Regions from separate parts of the Mus musculus genome. Here region 2 is linked to region 1. Evidence: chromatin contacts called from public Micro-C data. All regions are on one chromosome and are shown on one strand. Each heading gives the region's core, a stretch centred on a gene start, on an enhancer-like site or on the middle of the called end of the contact. The rest is flanking DNA. Distances are from core to core; before and after follow the strand shown.

Region 1 (6,192 bases), core at 2,937-5,436:
GGGGGGAGGATGGAGGTGACTGAAATCCGTCAAGCTCCTCTCTGGATTCAAGCGCAGTTAAAAGTCCCTGGCTACACATTCCAAATTTCCAAACTATACAAAATCAGACACCAGCTGGGGCCCACGGTTCTCCTGAACTCCTGGGGGAGAAGGGGGTCGACTCTCGCACAGCTGCCTATCTGGCAAGAAGAAACACCAAGACACCCACCTCCTCCCCCCCCCCACTTCCCCCACCCCCCCACCCCGCCGCCGCCGCCACACACTCACACTCCCACACCCAGCTAACAGGACTGTTCAACTGCCTGCGCTGGATACCCATCCCCGGGACCTTGAACTTGGCCTCGGTCTTACTTTGAGTCAAATGTAGCTAAAACTCTGCTCTCCGAGGAAAGGAAGCCCAGAGTGGGAGACACGGTTAAGGCTGCGCGTTTACCTGCTAAGGATTTTCAGGTCTCCTTCCAGCCCCGCTGGTAATTCCTCTCAGCACAGCGCCCTCCTCCCCAAGATCCAAACTTTTGCTAGGTCCTCCAGGTGGCGGCGGCGGTGGCTGGAACCGAGCTCGGTCTCCCGCTGCGTCGGAGCCCCGGGAGGCAAAGGCTGGAGCTTCAGAGCGGTGCGCGCCCCCCGGCAGCCTGCCGGCGCCCCAGCTCCCTGCTCGCCTCGCTTGCTGTCGCCTACGTCCCCTACGGAGCCGCGGCATCCTCTTCCCCCGTCCTCCGACACCTCCGCCTCCAGGGGTCGGGCATGCCACTTTCTCTAGGCTCGGTCTGCTGCCGCAGCTCCGGTCTTCCCTCCTCAGTCTCACCCTCTCCGCCTGGCGCCCCGACAAAAGTAGGGCGATCTAAGAGGGCGGTGAAGAGCGTCCGAGCGAGTCCCGGACTGCCGAGAGACCCAGGGCTACGCGGGTCGGTTTGGGGAACCAGCTCGGTCGCAGAGAAGGCGCGGACCACGCGCAGCCGGGCGTGCAGTTCGGGCTGCGCGGGGGCGGGCGCGCGGCTGACTCCAAGTGCAGCGTCTGCGGGGCGCGGGGCTGGAGGCTGCTCCAGCCACACTGCAGCCTTGATCCGACCGGGTCAGCTAATGTAGGCTGGGAGCGAGGTCTCCACCCCCACCCTCACCTGACACCCCCTCCCTCTTGGGAAATGTTTACTGTAATGAATTCGCGGAGTCGGCTGGGCTCCTCGGGCGCCCCTCCTCTCCCTCGGTCCCTCGTGTTCTGGCGCGCTCCCCTCTTGGAGCCCTCTTTCTCAGCTCCCCTCCTCCCCTCCCACCCTTGCGGAGTCCCTCCCACTTCTCTGGTTTAAAGAATGCTTGGGAGGAGCCGCAGCAACTCTAAGCTTTCCAAGAGAAGTCAGATGGGGCTTTTAACCCTGTCCTCCCTGGAGAGAGTTAAGTGCACCCCGCTTTGCCAGGGATGCCAACTTGACCCAGCGCTGCTCCTCTCCCTCTCTCTAAGCTTCCTCAAGCGTCCTCCCTACACACCCGGAGCTTCTCTGAAAGATGAAAAATCCTTTCTCTAGTCCTCTGGATGTATGTCTACACCAGAGGAGCTATTAGACTCAGAAATGATCGAAACGTAACATGAGAGGGTAAAAATATAGCAAGTCTCTCAAACCAAAATGGCGTTATTTCACTCGCCGGCAACATTGGGGATGTGCTGCACCCCCAGTCTATCAAAGGTCCACTCAGCAAGCTTTCTTCCATAAACTTTAACTGTAGAAATTAGAGTGTGGCATCATATTTAGACACATCTACTTTCCCCCATTACCCTGCCTGCTCCTGGAAAGAGAGATGTTCCGTAGATGAGTTGTCTCCATAAATTACAATAGACAACTGACAATGACCGCTTCAAAGACTAACCAGCTCTACAGTTAGGACGTCCAATTGATACAGCTTTCTCACTTGCGAGTCTCTTTGCAAAGGTTAAAGGGTAATCTAAGAAATGGGAGACATGACTCTTTATTTGATCCACCCCCACCCCCTTTTGGCAAGGGGATGGTGGCCTGGTTTGCTCCCCCATTCATTGCTGTCCCCGTGTCTCCAGCAAGTTGTGGTCCTGTTTTAACTAGTCTGGAGACCGGCGGAATACTAACAGAAGGGGGAGGGGGAGCAAGCCGTCGCCTAGCGTTAGGCTGTAGAGGCGCACCGTGGGTAGGGCCCCGGGAAAAGCGATTTACAACTTGAAAGCTGGCCTGGACCAACTCCCTAGAGATGTCCTCTGCTCCGGGGGCTGAGAACTTTGGCAGGGGCGTTGGCTATAACGCGCTGGAGATGGTTTCCGGAGGAACCCCCGAGCGAGACCGCACTCCTTGTCCTCAGTTCAAAGTCTGAGTCACTTGGCAGCACTTCCCCAATTGTTTTTATTTCCTTGCAGTGCTGTTGTGTCTGCTACCTTCATGGATTTGAGCTCTTAAACCCTGGTAAGGCGACTTGGAGAAACGCCCGATTTGTCTCCCAAGCCACACAGGGATCCACCCAAACCCGCCGCGACTCGGGCATTCTCTCACATTGGCACACACCACTGGGGTTCAAGAGAGCTTGCCACCCTTCCCCGTGCTTTATATATACAAAGGAGGCTAGAAAACACATAGACATACCCTCGTCTGTCTTTTCTCCAAACTCAAAGTGTAACCTACAAATAACCAGGAGAGAATGGAGCTCCAATGGAGACTTTAATTTGAGAACAGATAGTGAGAGTCATCTTGGAAGCTTCCGAAGTAAAGTGCCAAGATAAGAGTGGTGATGTTGATAGCCTTCAGGAACAACTGCCCCTGGTCGCCCAAGGCGCCTGGCAGGCCACATGATTTATCCAAATAGCAAGTGTGGGACCAGCCCTTCCAAGACAGACTTAGCTAGCTGGGCTTCTTAATCATGGAAGAGATTACAAGAAAAAGTGACCACACTAGCTCTCAAAACTCCAGTAAGAGCCCTGGGCTGTTCAGCTCAGAGGAGGGCTTTTTCCAGGAGGCCAGAGTCTAGTGGAGGCTCTAGGGCAGCTGGATAGGTCCGTCCCCCTTACTACTCTGGGTATCTGCATTCAGCGCCTGAGGGCATAGAAGGACCTATCTCCGCAGCCCAGGCACTGGACGCAGGGAAAGTGGACTCCCCAGTATCGGGATCTCCTGGGGACTTTTCCATCCCTGACCAGTAAGGAAAGCACAATTACACCAGCTATGGAACTACCAGTTCTGGTGCAACAGCAGGGCAGGAAAGGTCCTTGGCTTGTAAAAATCACGAGCGATTGGAAAGAAAACGAACTAGCATCCCCAATTTAGTGGGGAATTGATCCCGGATTTCGGGCATAGGGCAGGTAGGGGCTTGAGATACTGAGGCTTGATAATAACACTTCTTGCATTCAACCCAGATGGGTATGGAGGGTTGTTACTTACCGGACTTAAGAGAAGCATTCTAAGGAAATGAAAGGCTGTTCTAAGCTTAGGGGATTTGGAAAACTCCATTTAGGATCGATGCTTTTGGCAGGTAGCAAATGAGCGATTTTACCCACAACTCGGTTACAAAACTCCCTAGAGGACTTGGAATCGACTTGAATGTAGAAGGCGCAGCCCCCCCCCCCCCCACACACACACACACATACACACCGGGTCCCCAAGTAGTCGGGGTAGATAGAAAAAGAATCCCATTTTCTTTGCGGATAAAAAGACAAAACATAGAACACCCACCTAGTGACCACCCACCACTTGTTCAAAAGGGAGTGGGGGTCCAAATAATGTGGTGGCCATGTAAAGAAAGCTAGGGCAGTCACTAGAAATTTCACCTGGCACAGCAATCCTTTTACCTGGCAGCCTTGTCTCCTTAGCTCATCCGAATCCAACCGGGTCCGGGAGGTGGAAAGGGAAGAAGCTAGAGCGGCAGTAGAGGGACTCCCCGGGCATGGTATTGTTTTAGGGGTCGCCGCCGAGGTCCCTCCTGCCCATCGTTGAGAACTGCCAGTCTGGTCCTGAGGTTCAGTGGACGCGGTGACCGGTTCTGCGCTGCTGCCTCCACGTTCTGGAAACTTGGGACAGAGGACCAGATAAGAGCGCACCTGGAAGCAGAGAGAGAAAGAGCTCTCTGCGTGTTTGAGAAGCACTGCCCTTGGTGTTATCTCCCAGCGCACATTCCTTGGTGGTGACAATGGATGACGCCAAACTCACAAGTGATGGCGACTGCTTTCAAATGTACAACTAACTGCAAGGTACCCGGCAAGACAGAAAGCTTTGCTCACCTCCCACTCCTTTCCCTCCCATCGAGGAGGGAACTGGCTTAACCCTGTGTTCACCCTACACTCCGGATAGAAGCTAGATTGCGCTGAGAAACCACAGACGCTGGCTTTCCGGGCAAAAGCTTTGTTCACGTGCAGTTCCAGTGGGCGTGTGGCTGTCTAGGGGCACTTGGGTGGCAAGGTGCCAGTGGCGCGCTTTCCGAGAGAGACTCGGAGATGGGAAGGAACCTAACGTTTCATCCGGACCAGACCCAGCCCTCACAATCTATTTTTTTTTTAACCTCCAGTTACCGGATTTATTGAAGTTGCCAGCAAAGTTGGCTTTTATTCCTTTACTTCTGTGTCCCCCGCCTCTCATATAATTTCCTTGCCCAGCTGCGCTTTGAAGACTTAGAAATCTCTGATCAAGCTCTAACTCTTAACAGAGTTTCAAGTGCAGTGCGAGAGGAATGGAGAAGGGGACCCACCCACTCCTGCCAAATTTAAATGAAACCGCAAGGAGAGTGGCCTCCCTCCTACCCATCAGAAGCTGGTGTCAACTAAATGACATCAGTTAAATAAGAAAGAGTAAAACACCTGAAGACCGGGTGGAAAAGAGACAAGAACGAAGTTGGTATGTGATTGGGTAAACGAGCCTAAAGAGAAAGGCATGAGTGGAATAAACATAGAGAGGGGGAAAAAAGAATACAAATGCAAAAATTAAAAATAGGGGAGCAGGGCTTGATATATATCAGGTTAGTTTTAAGGGCGATTTGACTAACAATGTCTCCTCAGCTCCCTTGGAACAGGTTAATTATATAATGAACAAATTCCGGCTTGGGTTTAGTGAACAGCTTTGCCTATACATTCAGAACTTCCAGAAAGTTAATTGAATAAGCAGAGAACCCGTCTTGTTGACCCAGAAAAGAAACTCAGGCCTGAGAAAACTGTTCTCTTCTGCTGTAGCTTTCTCTGTCAAATGAGCCCAGACACTGTGATCTGAGCACAAACGTACAACTGTTTTTCTCAGGCTCTATTCTTCAGTAGGAAGCTGTTAGACAGTGGAATAGGCATTGCTGAAAGGGGTTATTTTAAAAGGGAGAGCAAACCGCGCTTTACCACCGAATCGGTGCCTCCTCCGGACCCAATATACCCAACCCGATGTGAATGGCAGAAACTGCAAATGCCCATCTGAGCCCAGCAGTCCTGAGAGGCCTCTGGAGCTGCCTCAGACTTCAGCTTGAAGAATTCCGTTGTAAATCCTTCTGATTTGCCAAGGTGGCAGCAGAGCATAGCAATAGCTCCTTTGGTTCTTGAATCAGCAAAGCTCACAATTTAGGACATATGCATTTCCACCGTTCTTTAAATATCCATTCTTCTGTGCAGTTATGCATATGTGTCCCCAGAACCTATCATCCTCTATATCCTTCTTCTGAGAAGACAGTATATTAAGCTCATTCTTACAAACATATATTGGTTAACCAACAAGATGAAACCCTAAACAGGCTTGACATTGTGATTCATGCTACTGGAAACAGAATTAATCCAGAAAAGGAAGAGGGGGTGGTTATTAATAAATATAATTTCATTTTCCAGTAATGATGATTCAAAAGTATAATAAAGTAGTGCAATGAGCATATCCTCCTTTCTAAAAAGCTATGGGTGTTGTTGTTATTATTATTATCATGATTTTTATAAATGTAAGAAAATACTACTGGAAGTGTATGTAGAGAAGCAATGTGATAAGTCGTAAGTCTGACTGAAGAGTCAACTTAAGGAATGCATGGAAGTGAGGTCAGACAGAACAAAAGTCTTGTATTTGAAAAACAAAAAAACAAAAACAAGATAGCCAGAACATTTCTGAACAATAAAAAAGTTATTTTTGAAGGAATCACTTTCCCTGACTGCAAGCTGTACTGAAGAGCAATAGTGATTAAAAAAAGAAAAAGAAAAGAAAAGAAAAGAAAAGAAAAGAAAAGAAAAGAAAAGAA
Region 2 (6,038 bases), core at 718-3,217, 98 kb before region 1:
TTTATAAAAAACTTTATTGGTTAAAAGACTTATTTCTTATAATAATTTGTTGTATATTTGAGGAGGGGCATTTGCACTTGGAATCAGACTTTATAGTAATGAGTTCACTGATAGCAACTATATTTAATAAAATAAATTATTACAAAGACACGTCTCTTAAAATTTAATTTTCTATCCCTGTGGAGAATTAATTGAGATTAATAGGATGTGGTAACTTTTCACCCTGGTGATGCCACCTTTGGTTTCCTGCCATTACATTGTAATATTCATGTTCCTACACTGCTTATTAGAATTTTAATATTTGTAATAAAAATATCACTAAATACTTTTATTAAATTCTCTTTGTTAATTCATTTATTAGCTCTACATAGAGAAAGCACAATATTTATGCATGCTTAAAATATTATTTTAATAATCTGGCTATCTTTTATCAAATTTTCTTAAAGAATTAAAGTTTTAAAATTTCATAACAAGAGCTAGTAAATTAGAAATATAAATGACTGCTTGTTGAAGAATAGGTAATGCTTCAATTTCAGTTCTAATGATCCCTTTCCAATTGGATATTTAAAAGCAGTCCATTTAAAATCTCAGTTTTTAGACAATTATAAATTATTGGAAAGTCTACACTATATAAACATCCTTAATAAAAAATGTTTTATTATTTCTCCAGGTGTGTGATATGATCATAAGAAGGCTGTTTAAAGACAACTATTTTAAGTCTAAAATTTTGTAATTAGCATCTCATTGTTATCTGTTCCAAAGTAGTTTTATCAATGTTACTGAAGATGTTGGAGAAGAATAACCTAATTATTCTGAGAATGCATTCTCTGATTTAAAAAAAAAAAAGTATTGTTTCCAGATTTAGGGGATGGAATGTGGGAGGTGGTGTTGAAAGATGTTTTATTTACTCTAAATTACATGCTGCATATGATGTAATATTATCCTTTGTATTATTCTCATAATTTTATTTCTCTAAGTATGAAAGAATTGCTAGCTTCTAACATCATAGACTTGCAGAAATAGAAGACAAATTCAGCATTTTAGAAAACTCAAATGAAGTTTTTCCTCTATGTGTTTTATAAATATTTCTCCTTAGTTATTTAATTCTTATCTGAAGTAATGAAAGTGTTTCCTGTTGTTTTCCTCTACATACATTTTTCAGGTTTTAGCTGTAATGCTTGTCGCTCACTTCTTCTCACCACCATTTCCTCTAGTAAACCCTCAGAGGCATGAATATCTTATCCCATGTATGAGGGAGTATTGAAGTCATACAGGAAGTCAAAGTCACAATAATTTGAGATTCAAATCACTCCTGTTGTTCATGAGTATGTATGTGACTTGCCTAACTTGTTCAAAGTTATTATTTTTTTTGAAAATTTTATATATGTGTAGGCCTCTATTAGTTTACATTTACCACATGTGTGCAGGTACTTGTGCTGGCTGGAAGAGGGAAACAGATGAAATGGAACTACGTTTTCAGATGTTTGTGAACCTCCTGATGTGGGTTCTCTCTCGGAGCAGTAAATACTCTTAATTGCTTCTCAATTGCTTCAGGATAATGTTCAACATGCCAGGCTTTAAAATAAAATCAGTAGAACTGGCTGCTTGATGATTCTATGTATATTTCCTCTATGCATCTTCTTCAGTTGTTTTGTTTGTTTCCTTTTTTTTTTGTCTGTTTTCCCAAGACAACACACAAAATAAACAAACAGAAGCTAAACTTCGCAGGAAATAACAAGAGTGAAGCAGAACTTAAACCCAACAGGACATCTGAGACTGCAACAAGCTCTTCTGCTTTTGACAATGACTAAAATAAGTGGCCATACCCATGGTTCAACAGATAACTGGTGTATAGAGAATAAAATTCTGGACACTACTACCACACATTTTTCAAAGTATTACTCTGCACTGGGTATGTGTCAGACCCTGTGGTGAGCTGTTAAATTGTGGAGATGAGTAACTGAATTCCACTGACCTAGATGAGAAGTCCAGAGTATAAATGTGCTCCTGATTCACATTAGTACAGGGAGTGGCAGAGATCTGAACCTCGTTGTAGATAGCTTTCTCCTCAGAATTAAAGAGAACTGTGATGTTTGAATAGGTTAGCTTTTCATGAAATAGTCTAAGATTCTATAGATTGGTGCTTTGGTTCCTATGGAATTGGACGCCACTTCATTTTTTATCTTTTTGACTCCGGCTTCTCCGTACTCAAAAAGACTAGTGCAATTGACCATTTTCTTGCTAGTGAGAGTCAGTAAAGAAGGTAATATAACACAAAGAACTGAGGGCCAGCTAGTCAATACTTGTCCAAGGTGAATAGAGATCGGGTCTATCGAATCACATAATGATGGTTTCCTTGGATACTTGGCAAATAATTTCCTTCAAACCAATTGTACAAGGAAATTAAGGATGGGAATGAAAACCATGTTCCATGAACAAATGAAGTGTCTGGCTTTCTCCTTTTTTTTTTTTTAAGAAAAGAGAAAATATCAGGGAAAATGATGCTGATGAAAAATATGGTGAGAAAGATGAATTGAGTCTATTTGCTTACACTGACAAAGAATACGATAGTAAGAAGATATAAAAATAACATCACAAGGGCTGAAGAGATGGCTTATTGTTTATAGAGGAAAAATATTTGATTCCTGCCTCTCAAGTGGCAGCTCACATTTCTCTGTTTCCTTTGGATGTGTCTGCCTAGTCATTGTAACCCAAGAATAGATTTATATATTATGATGCTGGAATAATAGCATAAAGTCACATGAAGTCATGTAAACTAGACTTATGTGGAATTCAGAGTACAGCTTAATGAAGGCAATAGATCTGACCCTGACATGGTAAATAAAAAAAAATTACATAGAGATTTAAGGCAAATGTATTGCCTTTTAAATCATGCCTTTTGTATTGTAGTATCTTCTGAATACTCCATTTTAGTGATGTATGATGCTTACAGATCTTGAGCTGACTTTCAATAATAAACACACTTATTGGCATTCTGCACACAAGAGAGAATAAGCTACAGGTACAAAGCAGTGTGTTCTTCCTTCACTTAACAGCTGTTCACTGGTTCTTGCCTTACCAAGAAGCAAAGAACCTGCTATTCTGTGTGCTATCATGAAACAAATCACTTCTTCATTCTCTTTCAAAATAATAAAAATATTAGGACAATGAAAACCTATCTGTGATGCTGACAGTTGTGCACAGTTACATAGATACCATCTACCTTTACATAGATACCATCTACATAGAATTGTCAATTACTCTAAAGTTTAATTTCCATCAAAAATAATGGATGTATTGAAGAAATCAACAAAAACCATACAACATAAAGCTTAATGTAATTCATTTGGTGATTTTCAGGACCAAATACTGGGCCACATTCTTCTAGAGGTTGACATTGCAGAGTATTATTCTTATTTATAGAAGAGGAAACGGATAGTTTCAAATGCAACCAATTACTTAGGGTACTTGGCTAGTTAATAGCATGGTCACATTTCTGAAACTAATCAGACTGATTCTGAGTCTGAGTTTTTAATTACCACTAATGTATCTTTCTGTAAGTAGAAGTTGTTTCTAGGAAGGATTATAGAACCTCCATATCTGAAAGTAAGATGATACAGTCTGAACCTATAAGTGATATTTTGCACTTTCTTCTGGGCTAAAACAGTGAATAGTGATGGTCTTGTCTGAGTTTACTGCTTGAAATAAAAGGAAATATACTTCTTCTTCTCAAATGGAGAAAATTGATTTTACCACCCAAACTGTCAGAATGTTTGACTTCATAGGGACTGGTGCTTTGTGGGCTTTTCATAATCATGTCATTTTATTGCAAGATAATTAAAAGATAACAATCCCTTTATATGCCTCTATGTTCAAAACTGGCTCTGAAATATGAATAAAATGAAGTTTTTAAATTCATGTCACCTGTTCACTCATTTCACCCTACTGTCATGTCGTGATTCAAATCTGATATATGACCACAAAAAATTTCTGTAAAATACATATTAAGGGGTAATCAAGTATTTTTTTGAGGGAAGTGAACTGTTTTCCTTCATTACATAAAGGACATTCATTTTCAGCTCTTTGAGTAGGGCTACCTCACATGGTTCAAGCTTCCATTCATAGGAGGCATTTCAGATTTAAAACTGACAAAGCAGATGGAACATATCAGGGGTCTGGAATTTTACTCAGCAATGGACAGGCTGGAAGAATTGATAGAACATGTTGAAAATTCCCAGCATGTCTAGAACATAAGAGTAAAACAATTCCATAAAAAAAAAATAACATGGCAATGACTAGAAAGATGGATCTGTGTGTAAAAGCCTTTGCTGCCAAACCTGATGCCCTGAGTTCAATCCCCAGACTCACATGTTGAAAAGAGAGCTCTGACTTCAACAAGTTCTACCTTTGACCTTCATCAAACAAAGTGGTGGAAATAGAATTTCAAAGCAAGACTATGTCCTACTTAGGCATTGTCTGTGGACTGTTTCCCTGCAGTGTGGAGGAAAACCTGAAGGAATCTGAAGACAGAGGACAAGAGAGGAAAAAACAAATTTGAAAAGTTCAAATTCTGGAGTGAACAGCACCCGTGAATGGTAATTTAAACATACCTATGTATGTTTTAGCTCTCGAAGGATGTAGACACAGGGAGAATCTGGGTCATTTGTCAAGTACTTGCTGTTTCCAGGAAAGATTTCGATACAGACATACAAACTTCTTTATACTATTGTACAACTCAGTACCAAACTTATCAGCAAAGGGTGATGATTAATAAAAATAAAGCAAAAATGGCTGGTGGTGCCAATTCATGGAGATTAACAAACTCAAAGAGTCTATTTTATATCACTAGCAAAATATTACCCTAATGTGGAGGCTTCTTTTTGTTTTCTTTTTTTTTCTTTTGTAGATATTTTCTTCATTTACATTTCAAATGCTACCCCCTTTCCTAGTTCCCTTTTGAAAATCCCCTATGCCCCCCCCCACTACTCCTGCTTCTCAACCCACTCACTCCCTCTTCTTGGCCCTGGCATTCCCCTATACTGGAGCATATAATCTTGGCAAGACCAAGGGCTTCTCCTCCCATTGATGGCCTACTAGGCCATCCTCTGCTATATATGCAGCTAGAGACATGAGCTCTTGGGGGGGGGGGAGTACTGTTTAGTTCATATTGTTGTTCCTCCTATAAGGTTGCAGACCCCTTCAGCTCCTTGGGTACTTTCTCTAACTCCTTCATTGGGGACTCTGTGTTCCATTCAATAGATGACTGTGATCATCTACTTCTGTATTAGCCAGGCACTGGCATAGCCTCACAGGAGACAGATATATCAGGGTCCTGTCAGCAAAATCTTGTTGGCATCTTCCATAGAGTCTGGGTTTGGTGGTTGTTTATGAGATGGATCCCCGGGTGGGGCAGGCTCTGGATGGTCCTTCCTTCAGTTTCAGCCTAAATTATAAGAATCACCTTTCCAAGGGAAATATCAATGTGACCATCTAGACACAGGAGTTAACATTGGCATACACTGAACCCCTGCAAATGTTGTATCGTCAAAACTCTTTAAAGACTAATATTTTATCCTGAAGGTCAAACTTAAGGAAGCTAAATTGTGACCCCATCATCCACGGCACTTGGGATTATGGACCAAACACTGAGCTTCTCTTGAGATACAGTTCTAAATTTTGAGAAATTTCTGAGAACTGACCTTGCATGGATATCTCAAAGCACGATGGGGTAGAGTAAGAGATGGGGGAAGGGGGAAGAATTTATATTCATGTGTTCCTTACACTTCTCAGCTAAGTTTATTAAATTTGATTGATTCCTTTTCTGGTTCTTAATAGAAATATAATAGGTTGTATGTGTAATTAGCAAATAAAATTTGAAAATTTGCTTTCAATTTAAAATCATAATTCCAACTGAGCCCCCACTTATCATCCTCCACTTGCCAATATGCCATCACTTTGCATAATGACAATTAATGACACCTTATGACAAATGCATCATCTTCCCCACAGATAGATGTAACTCCTTTACTAATGTGAGC

The links. Hi-C and Micro-C count contacts between places; a contact is called where the count stands out from the background.
Region 2: a contact with region 1 is called in a Micro-C map of muscle stem cells, with 4 times the contacts expected there. The contact joins the enhancer-like site here to the promoter of Flrt2 in region 1. A contact is called at or near these places in 1 of 484 Hi-C or Micro-C datasets (muscle stem cells), 1 of 115 datasets of contacts at active chromatin or transcription factors (bone marrow-derived macrophages) and 2 of 9 other capture datasets (adipose tissue and liver).

Annotation. Positions count from the first base shown.
Region 1 is chr12:95,690,220-95,696,411 of GRCm38.p6, reverse strand. It overlaps Flrt2 (fibronectin leucine rich transmembrane protein 2), which reads right to left and starts at 4,186. Exons shown (of 2, transcript NM_201518.4): 1 at 3,797-4,186.
Region 2 is chr12:95,786,245-95,792,282 of GRCm38.p6, reverse strand. No RefSeq gene overlaps it. Among named protein-coding and RNA genes, the nearest start is that of Flrt2, 97 kb to the right of the region's middle. Within about 2 kb of position 1,967, at least 14 of the 459 cell types and tissues checked have an H3K27ac peak or open chromatin away from gene starts, as enhancers often do. A contact at or near this core is called in muscle stem cells, where this site is marked.